Regions from separate parts of the Gossypium hirsutum genome. Here region 1 is linked to region 2. Evidence: chromatin contacts called from public Hi-C data. All regions are on one chromosome and are shown on one strand. Each heading gives the region's core, a stretch centred on a gene start, on an enhancer-like site or on the middle of the called end of the contact. The rest is flanking DNA. Distances are from core to core; before and after follow the strand shown.

Region 1 (3,593 bases), core at 1,042-3,541, 370 kb before region 2:
AGAAAGATGACAACCTCGCCTAATTCCCCTAATAGGTCTAAATTTGGTTGTAGGAACTCCATTCCACAAAACCTACATGGTAAAGTTAGAAATAGCAGAGATAATAACATTTGTGAGATAACTAGGGATACCTGCCGCTTGAAAAGAAGCATCAATAAAATCCCATCACACTCGGTCATATGCTTTTTTCAAATAAATTTTTATCGCCATCCACTTTTGACTCTTGCAGCTCTTTCATTGAATGGATCACCTCTTGTGAAATAACAATATTATTGGTAATATTACGTTCGATAATAAACCCTGCCTGTTCCTGCGCAATAATTTTAGGGAATATAATCTTAAAGCGGTTAGCTATTACCTTCATCACCAACTTGTAGAGGACGGAGCAAAGACTTATAGGGCGGAACTGAGCAAGACTCCTCAGGATTCTAAATCTTAGGAATAAGGACAATCAAGGTATTATTAAGCCCAAAATTAATATCCCTACCGTTGAAGACCATTTTCACCCAGCCACAAACAGCTGGACCTACCGTATCCCACTGTTTCTGAAAGAAGATAGCATGAAAATCGTCGCTACCCGGAGCTTTTAAGGGAGCCATATCAAACATAGCTCTCTTAATTTCCTCATTAGTGACCACTCTTCCTAAAAAATCACTATCGGTAGAAGCAAATTGGGGAAACCTGTTAGGAGGCAAGGATCACATGGGACCAGGGTCATCTCCGTATAATTTCTGGAAAAAAATTAGAAGCTTCCAATTCGATAGCCTTAGGATCAAATACCCAATCACTAAGAGAGTTACAAATGGCAGAAATACGGTTATTTTTTCGCCTCTGCAAAGTGCGAGCATGAAAAAGCTTAGTGTTTCTATCCCCCAGATGAAGCTAGTCACACTGAGCCTTTTGTTTCCAGAGAAGTTCCTCATGATGTAACACATTTTCCTACTCATTTCTTATCTTTATTTCAACAAGAGCTAAATGAGTGGAACCTAAAAGGTTCATTTTCCTCTGAACGGTTGACAACTTATGAATTAGGTTTCTCCTACGAGTAGTGATATGGTCGTAAATGGTCTTATTCCACTCTTTGAGATTCGCAGTAAATTTATTTAAAGAAGCAGACATGTTCCCTTGAAAGACCCACTGATGTCTCACAAGATTTCCAAAATCAGAGTGTTCAACCCATCCTGCTAAGAACCTAAAAGGTCTTCCCCTAGGCAAGGCAAAATCAAAATTAAAGTTGAAGAGAAAAGAACGGTTGTCAGATTTAATTCTTGGAAGATGAGTAACTAAGCTGTTTGGAAAATAGTTTACCCAAGCCTCATTACCTAAAGCATGATCCAATCTTTCAAACAGATGACCCCTGTAGCAAGTAAAAGGAGGTCCCTTAAACCCCAAATCATGAAGGTTAGACAAGTCTACAAAATTACCAAAACGGGGACACCTCTTTCCATTCGAAAGGCCACCCTTTTTCTCATCAGAGGAAAGAATAGCATTGAAATCTCCAATCACCATCCAAGGAGTTTGCCCAACAGGTATAGTAGCTCTCAATTCATGCCAAAGGTCTTTTCGCTTCTGACGATTAGGACTCCCGTAAACGAACCCGATCAATATTGGAATTGACGAAGAATTATGCCAAACCTGAGTAATAATGAATTGGGGATGATTTTGTAGAATCTTCACTTTAACAGACTTGTTCCAACCAATACAAATGCCCCTAGCATAACCAATAGCCTCCACACGATGTAAAAATTGAAATCCCAATTTTGCAATAATTCTATCTGCCTTGGATCCACTAACTCTATTTTCCAACAAGCTAATAATATCGGGTCTATGCTCCATATTATACTCTCAAAAAATATGAGAAAATTTGGCATTGGCGCATCCCTGACAATTTCAAGAAAAAATTGAGAGATTCATAATTAATAGAAAATAGTAAAGAAATCATACCATTAATGCCCGGAATCGTTCAATCCACTAGATTCAGGATCAGCACGTACTCCCATTTCAGCTTCCTTTGAAAGGTCAGAGGAAATAAGCTTCGCCACCTCTTTCATAGAATCAGCTAAAGAAACCCGTAAGTTTGCAGAAGCTTTAAATTGATTCCCACCTCCTTTTAAATCATTACTTTTTTTGCGCGTTCCTCTAGTAATGCCAAATTTCTCATTACTTTTTCGATCCTTATTTTCCGTTTTACTTGTACTTATATGCTCAAAAATACGACATTTAGACTGATCAAATGAATTAAAAAAATTTTAAAAGTGACAGCAGAGTGTTTCTCGTGGTCTAAAATATTATCAGTCAGCTGAACATCAACTTTTACTGGGCTTTCAAAGGCCGGGTTGAAATGTGCCTTAATATCACCCGACTTACTAGCTTGTAATTTTGGGTTATAATGGTTTTCAAAGTTACCTGCATTCAACAAAATAGACCCAAATTCTTGGTTAGTCGAAATTAAATTAAGATTTGGAAAAACCTGGGGATTCTCGACATTGGTCCATGTAGGAGAGGCCTGCTGGTCACTAACGGGCCTGGAAAGAGACAACGGCCTGATTGGCTTTTACACCGCTCTAAAAGCGTGATTACCCGTGGTCTCCATATTCGTAGGAACATTGGATACAGAGGGAGTTGCTTTAGTTTGACACGCCTGCTGACGTGATCCATTTATGTTTTCTTTAGATGACGGCCCAACCAGAAACCCATTCGGCCTGCTATCAATCAATATCTTTTTTCCCTAGGCTTTTCAGCCTTATTCTGTCATTACCATGGCCTGAATGAACTCCCCCCCAATGCGCTTAGTTTCTGAAATATTTATGTTCTTTTGGGCTTTCGAATCCAGACCCAGGTCACAAGTCCTCTTTTGGGCATCTGAACCAATGCCCGAATTTTTAACAGTTTTAATATGCAGAGGTAGCAAAGATTTAATAAAATCTTCTCCCCTAGAATCAAGGGTGGTCAAATCAGGTTCCACCACTTGAAGATTTAATTATTTTAAATCTGCCTTTATCGTTTCCTCTTCACCGCCCGTCTTCTTGCCTTCAATGGTAAAGACATTAAATCTAGAGCCTAACCTTCCTTTTCCAGCAGCCATACCACTAGAATCACAAGAATCCCCCGATCTTCATCGGGATTTACGCTCTACCAACATCCAAGGTCTGAAAGTTGGTTCAGAGACCTTTCCTGGATCGTTGTTGTTACTGTTAGAACCGTCGTCGACCACCACTTTGTCACTATCTTTGCCCAATATTTCTTTCGACAAGGAACACAACTCCCTCACATGCCCGTATTTTCCACAGGTAAAACAGATCGTTGGTAAGGCTTCATATTCCACCTGTTGTATTTCACCATTGACACAGATTTGAGAGATGAGAGGCTTATCCAGGTTGATAAACAGAGCCATTCTAGTGAATTTGCCCCTAGTTCTATTATCGGTCTTAAAGTCAAACTTTACAACCTTACTGATCATGCTTCCAATTGCCCCGAGAATCTTCCTTTTGTACATAAACCCCAGTAATCCGGGTAGCCTGATCCATGCCATAACTACACTTGGGTATGGTTGAAGGGGAGAGAACTCTTTTGTCCATGGTTGAACTGTCAAA
Region 2 (3,914 bases), core at 1,207-3,706:
GGTTTGTTAAAAGATATATGTTTTGATCAATTTGATTCAGCCTTGTTGTTTTCTGATAGCCATGTAGCACTTCAGATTACAGCAAATCTAGTATTTCATGAGTGAACTAAACATATTGAAATCAATTGCCATTTTGTTAGAGAAAAAATACGAGAAGGGTTGATTCAGACACAAAATGTGCGTACTGATAAGCAGCTTTCAGATGTGATGACAAAGGCACTTGGAGTCCAACAACATGAGTATTTGATGTCCAAGTTGGGGGTTAAGGATCTTTATCACTCTCCAACTTGAGGGGGAGTGTTGAAAGGCTGGTGTTGGTTACTGGTTAGTTTGTAAATCTAACTAAAGGTTGTTACTTAGTTAATTAGTTAGGGACTAGAATGTTGATTATAAATAGGTTGTGGGTGTACTTTAAAAATATTCCTTTTATCTCTTAATGAAAGCAGCTTTCAAATTACTTTCGTTTCCCCTCTTTTTCATGCCTTAACTATCATCGCTATTGCTTTTCTCTATTTATTTGTGATTATCACTGGCGTACCAACAACCGACGACGGTCACTGACGTTTTCTAGCAAATACCATAATATTGAATTAAAAAAATAATTATATTAGTTAATTTATTTAATATAAAAACCACATCTTAATATTTTTAAAATGGAAATTCTAATTTAACTAATGGAATGGATTATTGAGTCGATTACTAGAAAGTCATGGCAATTTTATTTATAATAATTTTTTAATTATTTGGTTAAAATATGATGAGAAAAAGGAAAAACTGGAATTGGCAATTTGCTATAATTAAGGAATGAAGTAAAATACCAAAAAAGTATATAAAAATAAAAGAATGAAGTAACGTGAAAGGAAAAGTGATTGTCTACGATGCTGGCTTTGGGACACCTAACCGTGCAAGCTGGCCATGGCCGACGGCTCCTTCTCAACATATATTACTAAGATTGTTTTTTTTTTTGTGTGTGTGTTAATTCTAATTTCAAATTGCTATTTTGCAGTAACATCTAAAAAGATACGTGATTATTTATTGATTAAAGGATTATTATTCTGCCCGGAATATAATAAATTTATAAATATTTTATTGAATTGGTATAATTATCAATTCAGTTAAAAAATTATATAAATATCTTTTCTTACAATATTATAATTAATATTATTATGATGACATTTTTGTCATTTTATACTGTTATAACATCATTAATTAAAATAGTTAAAAATTATAAATTTAAATATCGAACATGTAATCAATTGTATTAAAATATAAATTTGTTATCACTCCACTTAAATTTATTATTAAATCAATTTTAAACTCAAATAATTTTAATATAAAATATGTGAAAATTTTTAATATATATTAAATTTATTATAATGATACATATCAGTATCATAATGTCATTTGTTGAAATTTTTTTATTCCAATCAACAGAGTAATGATCCCTATTGAAATATTTGGAATAAATTTATTTAGTCTAGAATCATATAAATTGGAGAAAATTCATATTAGCAAGAAATTGGTGTCAATGAGAAACAGACAAGACTCAAATTAAGAGTTAATTAAGTCATCAACATTCTACATTATGACAAATATCTCTCGACATAAATAATTTTTAGAGAAAAAGTACATAAATTTCTCAAAGGTTTGGTAAATTTATTAACTGAAATTTGATGAAAAATATGCTAATCGAGGATAAAAAGACGATTTTACTCTTTTATTAGTTAACTATATTTTTTTAGTTTTAATAAAGCTTTATGCAAATAAATGTTAAATATCTTAATAAAATTATATATTAACTTTCAAAATAATTGATTCAATTATTTAATTTAAAATAAAATAATTAAATCTTTGATAAAATATTAATTAAAATAAAAGAAGGAAAATAAATGAAATGATATTTTAATAACTAAAGTACATTTTTTAAAAAGATATGAGTTTGATTAATTAAATTAAATTAATTTTTAAAATTGTCAATGATAATAGTTATATTTTTATCATTTTCTTTTTTCTTTTTATTTTCTTTCATTTTAATCATTTTTTGTCATTAAAACATTCTATAGAATCATACTTAATTTATTTTAAATAAGATAGCTTAAATAATTCATCTCAAAGTAAAATAAGTTTAAAATATTTAAATTTTACTTAATGTAAAATTTAATTTTATAGAACTTCAATTTTTGTAATTAAAAATAGAGAAAAGTATGTATGAATAAAAAAATATACATGGTTAATAAAAAAAAGGATAGTTATCTTTTTATTTAATTTAAATTTCAGGAGGTTTTATCTAATTTGCATCAAACCTGAGAACCATAGAATATTTTTTTACGAAACCTTAAAAAATTTGCAGAGTTTGTCCATTTTTACTATAATTTATAAAATACTATAAAAAATTTTAATCATGGATCATGTTAAAGACATTCACGCGAATCAGCCATGATCACGTTTTAGGACATTTTTGTAATTCCGTAATGGATTAAGGGCAAATGTAGGAATTACACATACTGTATGGTACAGCGACTAAAATTCAAGTATCTTTAATAACTTTAGGCCTTAAGGGACACTTTGAACTCAGCCAAACCTCCCTCCTCTTCACTGTGCCTATTCCAAGCCTTTCATTTTATACCAATTTCATGGCAGCCACTACCTCAGCTACAAGTAGCTGCTCCGGATTCTTCAACCTCCGATCAAATAATGATGAGCCGAGGGTGGTCCGATCCTCATCATCCACTCACAGCTCACCTGCTGGTGGGTGCGGGAAGCTAGATGGTGTTGCTATGTGGTTCATCAATGGTGTAGCGACCGCATTCTTCGCGTCGCTACAACGATGTTCTTGCATCCGTATTGCCACGGAGGAGGAAGACGATGGCGAGGAAGCCAACGACGTACCGTTGATCCATAGTGATGGGAATTACGTGAGGCATGAAGCTGGAACGATCAGCCGGAGGAGGAGGAAGATCATCTCTTAAAAGTGTGGAAATATTTTGGTTTATTACATAATATGGTAAGTTAAATATGATGGGGGATTTTCATGGATTTTGTAAAAGTTTTAATGGGAATTTTCACTTTTTGTTTGAATCAGTGATGAATATGACATGATCAAAATAAGAAGAAAAAGTTCACTAAAATGTCAAATTTTCAGTCTTATTATAAGCTTCCAAGCCAATCGTTTAGAATTAGATTGTTTATAGATATATAAATAATTTTACGCAAGTTGATAGAAACTGACAAAATTTTATAAATTATTCATTTGAAGAGAATAATTGGAGTTTTTTTCTTTTCTTTTTTCATTTTCCTTTTCTTCTCATTAATTCTTAAGTATTTGGATCCTTCCTAAGCACATGGTGCCAATTCATAGCATGTGAAAGTCTTGTGATTCACGTAAATAATTCCAGTTCCTCACTTAAACTCTATAAAACCAGCCTGGACATGTTTTATTTTTTCCCCAAAAGAAATTATTATTATTTACAGAATTTTGTAGGAATTTCATTGCATGTAAATTCATGAATAAAGGTATGGTGTGATAGTTATTCAACTTATTCTTTAATTATGAGGTTGGGGTTATGATCTTCGTATATGGGAATAGAGCATATTTCATGACTAGTCATTTGCATCTTTAGAGAGTGATGAAAAGATTAAACATTACTACTGATGATGGATACATTAGTTTCGACCAAAAAGAACAAAATCTTATGATTAATAATATTATCTTTGTATGATACTTAAGTTATATATTTAATCTTTGTATTTTAATTTAATTAACATTATATGTATTTTTTAAATTTTTTAAATTTAGTTTATAAATTTAATTGTTACTATTTGAGTTAAGATTGAAATTTAAAATTTTAAAAAAAATAAAACTAAAATAATCAGTACAAAAATTAAATACACACCTTACACATAATATAAATACC

The links. Hi-C and Micro-C count contacts between places; a contact is called where the count stands out from the background.
Region 1: a contact with region 2 is called in a Hi-C map of leaf, with 2.4 times the contacts expected there. The contact joins the promoter of LOC107951418 here to the promoter of LOC107951421 in region 2. A contact is called at or near these places in 2 of 34 Hi-C or Micro-C datasets (callus and leaf).

The regions. Positions count from the first base shown.
Region 1 is chrA02:20,781,217-20,784,809 of Gossypium_hirsutum_v2.1, reverse strand. LOC107951418 reads right to left here and starts at 2,291. Exons shown (of 2, transcript XM_041087224.1): 1 at 1,323-2,291; 2 at 1-1,207. The coding sequence starts at 1,836. The coding sequence ends at 1,185.
Region 2 is chrA02:20,411,794-20,415,707 of Gossypium_hirsutum_v2.1, reverse strand. LOC107951421 reads left to right here and starts at 2,456. Exons shown (of 1, transcript XM_016886472.2): 1 at 2,456-3,128. The coding sequence starts at 2,634. The coding sequence ends at 2,969.